3 separate regions of the Triticum aestivum genome follow, and all the other regions are linked to region 3. A link is a contact called in public Hi-C and HiCAR-type data. All regions are on one chromosome and are shown on one strand. Each heading gives the region's core, a stretch centred on a gene start, on an enhancer-like site or on the middle of the called end of the contact. The rest is flanking DNA. Distances are from core to core; before and after follow the strand shown. Region 1 holds the start of LOC123145931 (aspartate aminotransferase, chloroplastic). Region 2 holds the start of LOC123145932 (pistil-specific extensin-like protein). Region 3 holds the start of LOC123145934 (alpha-1,6-mannosyl-glycoprotein 2-beta-N-acetylglucosaminyltransferase).

The links. A called contact is a pair of places that touch in the nucleus more often than the background predicts. HiCAR-type assays count read pairs that join an accessible place to other places.
Region 1: a Hi-C map of leaf shows a contact between it and region 3, with 6 times the contacts expected there. The contact joins the promoter of LOC123145931 here to the promoter of LOC123145934 in region 3. A contact is called at or near these places in 2 of 5 Hi-C or Micro-C datasets (both in leaf).
Region 2: a HiCAR-type map of leaf shows a contact between it and region 3, with 4 times the contacts expected there. The contact joins the promoter of LOC123145932 here to the promoter of LOC123145934 in region 3. A contact is called at or near these places in 2 of 5 Hi-C or Micro-C datasets (both in leaf) and 1 of 1 datasets of contacts at active chromatin or transcription factors (leaf).

Annotation. Positions count from the first base shown.
Region 1 is chr6D:465,357,708-465,360,407 of IWGSC CS RefSeq v2.1, reverse strand. LOC123145931 (aspartate aminotransferase, chloroplastic) reads right to left here and starts at 1,338. Exons shown (of 11, transcript XM_044565451.1): 1 at 1,096-1,338; 2 at 945-1,007; 3 at 47-241. The coding sequence starts at 1,152.
Region 2 is chr6D:465,538,915-465,541,614 of IWGSC CS RefSeq v2.1, reverse strand. It overlaps LOC123145932 (pistil-specific extensin-like protein), which reads right to left and starts at 1,448. Exons shown (of 1, transcript XM_044565452.1): 1 at 1-1,448. The coding sequence starts at 1,294. The coding sequence ends at 533.
Region 3 is chr6D:465,859,876-465,862,575 of IWGSC CS RefSeq v2.1, reverse strand. It overlaps LOC123145934 (alpha-1,6-mannosyl-glycoprotein 2-beta-N-acetylglucosaminyltransferase), which reads right to left and starts at 1,359. Exons shown (of 1, transcript XM_044565454.1): 1 at 1-1,359. The coding sequence starts at 1,224.

The sequences.
Region 1 (2,700 bases), core at 89-2,588, 500 kb after region 3:
ATAGGAACCTAATTATTCAGAAAATGCCAAGGACGATTAGACTTACCTTCTTGACAACATTGAGGACAGCGGGCTGTAGCTCTTCCGTTCTGTAGGCGCCAACACCAAGGTTGAGCTTCAGATCACTTGTATCAGCTTTAAATGCTTCCGAAACCCCAAGAATCGGGTCTGGAGGGGCCATCGGCACTCCTTCAAAGCGAGAAGCGTCTACTGCAAGTGCCATCGTTATGTGGCCAGTATTCTGCATCCAAAACGGCAAAGGAAGAATTAAATTTCAAAGCACAAACCATATCATGAGATGTCAAATATTGGCATGGCACAAGGCGTGAAGGCGCATCTGACGTCACGTACAAAAGGATTATCCACGGAGAAACAGAAATGCTGGCTTAACCAGCTACACTACCAACTGCAATGTGCCTCAACTTTGAAACGAGCAACTCTAGAGTGGTCCTATCACTATCAGTCCTGAATCGAGAACAACGCAAGGAAAACCACTAGCAGTCCTGAATTGTCAGTCCAGGAAGCAAGTTACGAGGCCACAAAAAAATTACAATAGAAAATGTGCACATATCAGAGCTTCGTGAAGGCTGAATCCCAGGACCAGGAGGCACGCCAGCGGTCCAAAGCATGTCACTCCACGAACCGCTGTTGTTCTAAAAGCTTGTAGCATCATGCATGATTGCCAGTCACGGTGCAAACTATGTAGGAGTAATCGCTTAGTCGATTCTGAACATTACTGTGCGTATTAACACTGAACCACTAGCAGCCCTGAATGGCCAATCCAGGAAGTCAGCGCCTATTTGAGTCGTGCACACACGAACACCTACGATATAGGACCCAGAACCATCTAGCGCAGTCGCGTTACAGAACCAAACCAATCCACAAATCAAATGCGGGATCTAGGTAAGGCAGAGCGAGAGGGGACACAGGATCGGGCAAGTCACCTTCCTCGCGAGGATCCCGACGCGGCATCCGGCCCTCCCATCGCTCCTTCCTCCTCCGAACACCTGCGCCCACGACAAAAAAGAGAAAAGGTTCAGAATCCACTGCACCGACAAAGAGACGCGTTCGGCGTCAGAGGAGGCGGGCCCGTGCCTTGCACCGGGCGGCGACGACGGCGGAGGCCGCCGGGGCGGAGAGGGCGGAGGCCATCCGCGTGGGGCGAGAGCTGCAGCGCGCGGAGGATGGGGCGAGGGTGATCTGGGATCAGAGCGGAGCACGGGTGGATGGCGATGGCCTTGGAGTCTCCGTCGGAACTGAGCTTGTCTTGTTGGACGGATTTGGCGATACTGGTTCGGTTCTGCTGTCGACTTCCGGGGCCGGGGATTCGAACCGGGAGGGCGACGTGGCCAGGCCTCGGCCGTTGGATCCTTAGCCACTCTGCTACCAAAAACCAGGTTCCGAGTTTCTCAAAGCTGCATTTTACACCCACGGTATTCGCTGGGTTCGAAGGGAGAATTGTCCGTCACCTTTTGTTTTTGTCAAAAGATAGTGTGGAAGAATGACCTCCTCTAGGGCAACTCGGCATTTAAAAATTGATGCAACGGATGACACGGTTGTATCCGAAATCTCAATAAGGGAAAATCAATCTGCCTTTGCGGGCTACTTTGAGGACGAGAAACCATATGTAGTCCAATCCTGGACTAATCTACACTGAGAATGCACCTCTTGTTTAATAAACACGTGCATAGAAAATCAACAAAATCTCTCGCGCTTCATCGACGTGACCATGCAGGGAGGTTTAATTTCGGCCCACACATCATCATCGATGTCATGTTCTTCTCCTTTTTGTCACTAACTCCTCTCTTGGCCGTTTTCTCCGCCGCCTCCTCTCCCGTCACCATTTCAAGGAGTATTAATTGAGTGGAAGAAAAAGCTAGACAAAAAATATATCATGTGGATTAGATGTTAAATTTTTGGAAGTGGCAAGCCTCTTGTTCCAAGCTACACAATTCTTATTCATTCTGGTATTATTTCTGCAGTTGGACTTACTTTACAATCTCCTAGGAAAATGACCAAAACTTTTATGTTTTCATCCAGGCAAATATTATACTCCATAGGTTTCTTTTCTAAAAGGAATGAAATGAAACTTAGGTCGTCCATTTGTAAAGAAAAATATCCATTTTCTAAGAATAATATTGTTGAGAAAATATTTTATTCCAAGAAAAAAAGATATTTTTTACTAAAAAAAGATTTTTTTCGTAGTAAAAAAAGAAGAAGACTGGGACGCCCTTACCACTCTACATACAATATACTCCCTCCGTCCCATAATATAAGAGCGTTTATGACACTACAGTAGTATCATAAACGCTCTTATATTATGGGACGGAGGGAGTATCAATTTATATCAACTCTAGTATTCATTTGCCGTTGCAAAACGTGATGTACACAGCTTATTTCACAATCTCCTATAGAATGACCAGAAATGTTAAAGTCTTTTGTTAAGCAAATATCAATATGCATATATTGTATAGACATAACACTTTTTTGTGAAAAAGGGAATACAATGGAATTCAGGTCGTATGTATCTAAAGAAAATAATACAACATTTTTCTTGGAATAATCTTCGAGAGACAATATTTTTGTACAAGAAAGATAAAAAAGAATCTCAGTCGAACAAGAAAATACCTTTTTTTAGGATCGCCAACACTTTATTGATCAATGCGAATGTTTATTGGAATACATGCTAGGTCATGAGGA
Region 2 (2,700 bases), core at 199-2,698, 320 kb after region 3:
CCTTACCCTTAATCTTCGACCCGCACACACGCACACATAAACTTCAATTATTATCATCACTGTAACCAAACCTGAGACCCACTCCCTAGCTACCAGATCATCGTCACCTAAACCAAGAACCAACCCTTAATCGTTCTGACTGACCGACAATTAACAACCTACCTAACAACATCAAGGCGAACCAAACAGCTGTGCAGCAGCAGCAACGCGCGAACCTAAAGCAACCACCACCAAACCCTACCGCCGGACCTCCGCTCCCTCGACGACCCTTCCTCTGAAAAAATACCGGAAGGGTTCGATCGGAACGGAGCCGGGATCTGATCCGGCAAGCTCGCCGCCGGATCCATCCGCACACCAACCATCCACAGATAAAATCCTTCCGTCCTTCAGTCAGGGAGAGTTATTACCACCACCACCTCTTCTTCTTGTTGCTTCCGACGAGATGAGGCGAGACGAGGGGGAGGAGGGAGCAGAGCAGAACGGCGCGGCCGCGGAGGGGGCGCACACGACGCTGCTGGAGGGGGAGCCGTCATCATGAGAGCTCGCCGATGCGGAGCAGGCAGCGGAGGCCGCGGGTGGCCTCTTCCTCGGCGCGGCGGAAGAAGAACCCAGGGAGGGGGAGAGAGCTCGGCTCCGGGGCCGCGGCCGAGAACGCCGGGCCGGCGTAGCTGGCTGCGACGGCGAGCGGCACCATCTTCTTGGTTGGCACGACGGCGGGTTGCTGCGGGCCGATCCGGCTGGTGGTCCGGAGCACCCTCTTGTCGGCCGGCGGGGCTTGCGCCCGGGCCGGGATGGGTGCTGTGGCTGGGGGAGGAGACCGCACGCGCCTGTCCGCAGGCGGGGCTTGGGGCCGGGCCTTGACGACGGGCGGTGAGGCAGGGGAGGGAGACCGCACCCGCCTGTCGGCCGGCGGGGCTTGCGCCCGTGCCTGGACAGGCGCAGGGGCGGGGGAGGGAGCCGGGGGCTCCTCGCCGCGCTTGAGGATCCGGACGGCCTCCATCACGATCGGCTGCTGCCGGGGCTTCTCCTTGGTCGGGGAAGGCTGCTTGCGGGCAGGCTTCGCCGGCGGGGACCGACGGCCGGCCGCGGGGGCCTGCTTCGTCGCCGGCGACGCCAAAAGAGCCGGCTTTGGCGGCGAAGAGCCAGCAACCACCGCGACCACCTTGGGAGGCGGCGAGGCCGGCTTGGGGTGGCGCCGGCGGCGCTGCTTGGCGGCCTGGGGGGACGCGGCGAAGGCGTCGAGATGCATCCGGTTGGCGAGCGCGTCGTGGGATCTGAGCACCGCCGTCGCCATGGGCTCGTCGGCGCGGGACTAGATCGAGTGGATTCGCTCGCTGCTCGGCGCCGTCGTCGAGATTTGCGGATTGCGCCGCGCCGGGGGAGACCTAACCCTAGCGAGAAGAGGGGATCTGTGGGAGAGAGAACATTGGGGGAGATATCCGGGTGCCGCCGGGCCGCATTATATAGAGGAAGAAGAAGAAACCGAGCGGGCCGGGCCGGGCCCAGACGGAAGCGTGCGCGCTGCGCTTACCCTCTCCGACTCGAAGTGATAAAAAAATAATACTAGCGTTTTTTTTCGTTATGCTTAGGGGGCAAGAGATCTTTATTGGTCTGACGTGGTGGGGGCACGGGGTGGGCCCGGCTCGTGCTCGTGCCCGACGTGGGCGGCCGAATTATTGGCGAGGGTTGGGTGGAGCCCCTGGACTTGCGTGAAATTTCATGGCGCGCCATCGCGGTTGGTGCGCGGGGTGGCAGTTGGGTCGTGAATAGTGGACGTTTCGGGGGGCAAAGGTGTGGTGAAATGGAGAGACGTGAGCGAGAAATTCGTAGGAAATTGAGGGGTAAATATCGGGGAAGGGGATAGGCACAGACGCGTACTCAAAAATAAAAAAAAGATAGGCACAGACGCAGCACAGTTGACGTGGCAGCCGCGAAACGCAAGTGGGGAGCGGCGGGCCCGGCAACATACAGCTGTGGCGTCGTTCCAGCTGCGGCCCGCCAGGCGGTTTCGGGCCGGGCCCACCCCGGCGCGTCCTTATCGATTCTCATTATCGCCGCACCCACCGTGACTGATATAATTGATGAGTGGTAATCGCTCGCGAAATAATAATAAAATGCGAAGCATCTTTTCTTGGTTAAAAAAGGAATTTATTCGCGGATTATGCTGTGTGTGCCACCTTCCGTGGACCTGGTTGGTCACAGAGGGGCAGCCATGATAAAACAACTCGCCGTTGGGCTCGTCGCGGCCCGGCGGTGGGCCCGACGGTCGGTACCGGGGACGCGGGGAGGACGAGGCGGGGCAGAGCACGTCGTGGTCAATCTTTTCCTATTTTTCAGCTGAGGCGCCTTTTCTTTCCGAAGCATATTTTCGGCTCGCCTTTCGCGTCCAGCTTGATGCTTCGCATCGTGGAGTGCGGGTCCGGAGGGGCCCACCGGTCGGTGAGGAAAGCGTGGGCGTGGCATGGTGTCAAACGCGATGAGCCATATGATTAAAGGGGCGTCTCCCTCTGGGAAAAAAGAAGGGAAAGGGAAAGGCCGGGGACACGTAAAGCAGAGTGATGAATGAATGAATGGGTGGAGTCAGTGCGAGGGCGATGCCGACATCGGCATGGGCTCGGCGCGCGTGAGGAGTTGCGGGGGAGGAATATGCATTGCGCGGCACGTACGACGTACGGCGTCCGGCGTGCGGTGCCCCTGCCC
Region 3 (2,700 bases), core at 110-2,609:
CCATCCTTTGAAACCAGCCTGATACCCTGGTTGTTTCCTAATGATGTGGACTGGCCAATCAGCTTTGATGTTAGGAACCTTGTCGATGGCATCTAGTTCTATGGCTCCCGCGCCATTATCCACACAAACACTGCTGGAGTCTTGGCCTTGGTGAAGGCCGCACTTGCCAAAATGTGCAGCACTCCTCCTAGGCCCCCTCAGACTGTAAACAGGAGCTCCAAACGATGGATACACGGTTGCCCACATGGTTATATCCCAATTGTACTCATCGAAGTCGCAGAACTGCTTAGCCTTGGCATGAATCTTCCTCCACACAGTCCTGTTGAAGGCATAGCCAATGTTACCCATCTTCTCAGCAACCATGCTCTCCCAGCCTTCCCCTTTCGCCTTGACATCGGACGGCGCCAAATTGACCGCATAGCACTGGGGGCACTTCTTCGGCTTCAAATCCACGAGCAGCTGCGCATTGCGGTATGCGTTGGGGAAGATGTAGTGGTCCTCCTCGATGAAGAGGATGTGCCCATCGAAGTCCCTGGTCTCCTCCATCCCATCCCACACGGTGTTCATCATCCACCACCAGTGGTGCTTCAGCGACACGATCCTCGGGGAGCGGTGGTTGCCGTACTGGTCCGGCTCGCCCCGGCACCGCTTCTCGGCTGCCCTGTCCTTGTCCCGGCAGTCCCCGGGCGCGACGCCGGGGAAGGAGTCCGGGAAGAGGTGCGGCGAGTAGGGCGCGAAGATCTGCTTCACCTGGCAGAAGGCGATGCCCTTGACGATCTCGTCCATCTCGGGGAAGTAGCCGTCGTGGCTGACGACGAGCAGCGCCTCGCCGATGCCGTCGACGCGGGAGAGGCTGTCGACGACGAGGCGGAGGTAGCGGGGCCGGTTGTGGACGTAGAGGACGATCTTGAGGTGGCCGTCGGGGAGGCTGGGGAAGCGGGCCGCGTTGCGCGGCGGCAGCGCGTTGCGGCGGGCGAGGGAGAGGGACAGCGCGCCCTGGCGCGGCAGCCGCGGGGTGAAGGACGGGTCGAGCAGGATCTTGCGCTGCGCGGCGGTGCGGTTGCGGTTGCGGGCGGCCGCGGCGGAGACGGCGGCGGGCGGGGCCAGGCGGCCCCCGCCGTGGCTGGCGCGGAGGAGCGAGACGAGAGCGAGGACCGCGAGGACGACGACGGCGAGGAGGGGCGCGGCGCGGGAGCGGAGCCGCGCGCCGTGGTGGAGGGCCATGGCCGCGGCGGCGGCGCCGCCTCCCCGGGATCCTGGGCGGCGGTCGGATCTCTGAGCTGGGCGGGCGGTGGGGTTTGTTGGCTAGCAGTCGATTGGGCGGAGGAGGAGCTGCGCAAGTGTGGACTCGGTATTCGTTGGTGGCGGCTTTGCTTGGGTTTGCCGTCCCTTTCTTTTCTTCTTTTGTCTTTTCCTTTTGAAAATTCTTCCCCAACTTCTTTCTTTGAGAGAAGGGAAAAATTCTTCCCCAGCTTAGTTTAGTATAAGAAGAAAGAATAGTTGAATGGGCTGATTCTTCCCTTGGTGTAATTAGCCACCATTACAAGTCCTTGTAAATGGGATATGTGATTATTGTTTCTGTAGTTGGTAATTATTGTGCTATCTTCTTCCTAGTGGGTTTTTTTTTCTCCGAGAAAAAGGGTCTCAATCTCGAAAAACAAAGGACGATCTTAGTGTAAAGTTGGTACAATAAATCCAAGATGTTGCAGCAAACAAAAGCAGTCGGAATTTACACCAAAGGTTTTCTGAAATTGGCGAAAGAGCGAAGATTTAACTACAAGGCGCATTGGAATTTGGGAAAAATGAAGATGGCGAGGCAAATGCGACATATCTGAGGCGTCGGGGAGAGTGGAGAAGTGAAATGGGCAAACCCTAACTCGCTTGATTCACCCTTGTTTGTAAAGCAGGTGGTTGTTGCACCAAACATGTCTCATTCGAAGACTCGTGATGAAGTTGCTCAAAGGAACCAGCTGAGTAATGTTTGGTTGCTTCAAAGGGAGAAAGGTTAGAAAGATTTTTCATTCGGCTCCGTTTGGTAGTTTTCGGATAAACCCAAGTGGAACGAAAGGTTTTTCTTTTTTAGCTAGTTGTCGAGTTGTAAACTGCTAACCTAGTTCGTCTAGATATTCCAAGTGACTAAGCAAAGACTCCGGTAGAGCTAGAAAGGTTGAATAAGATTAGGATTTAAATAGGAAGATCTAGGGATAACAAACATTAAGGATTTTCATCTCGTCTATGGATTTGAATAACTGAAGAAGAAAATTAGTACTTCCTCCGTTCCACAATATAAGAGCGTTTTTGGCACTAGTGTAGTGTAAAAAACGCTCTTATATTATGAGACGGAGGGAGTATATCCTAGAGAACCGTGTACATGACTTGATTTTGATGATGACATTGACGACCTAGGACCACATGTTCAAGAATCAATTGGATCCCATATACATGATTTTAGTTTATTAATGAACCTGACTTGCAAGACAAATTTTCCATACACTAGAAATTTGTACAAATATGCTTAACTAAATATACACTCGAACACTATTAAGATATTTGTTAGAGTATACCATGATATTTAATGATATAAAAATATGCATCCGCACGCACACATACACACATATAAATGCAACTTTTCAAAAATTAAGTCAAAAAGATTTTTTGTTACATTGTATATCTAAATTTAGCAATAGTAAATGTTTAAGT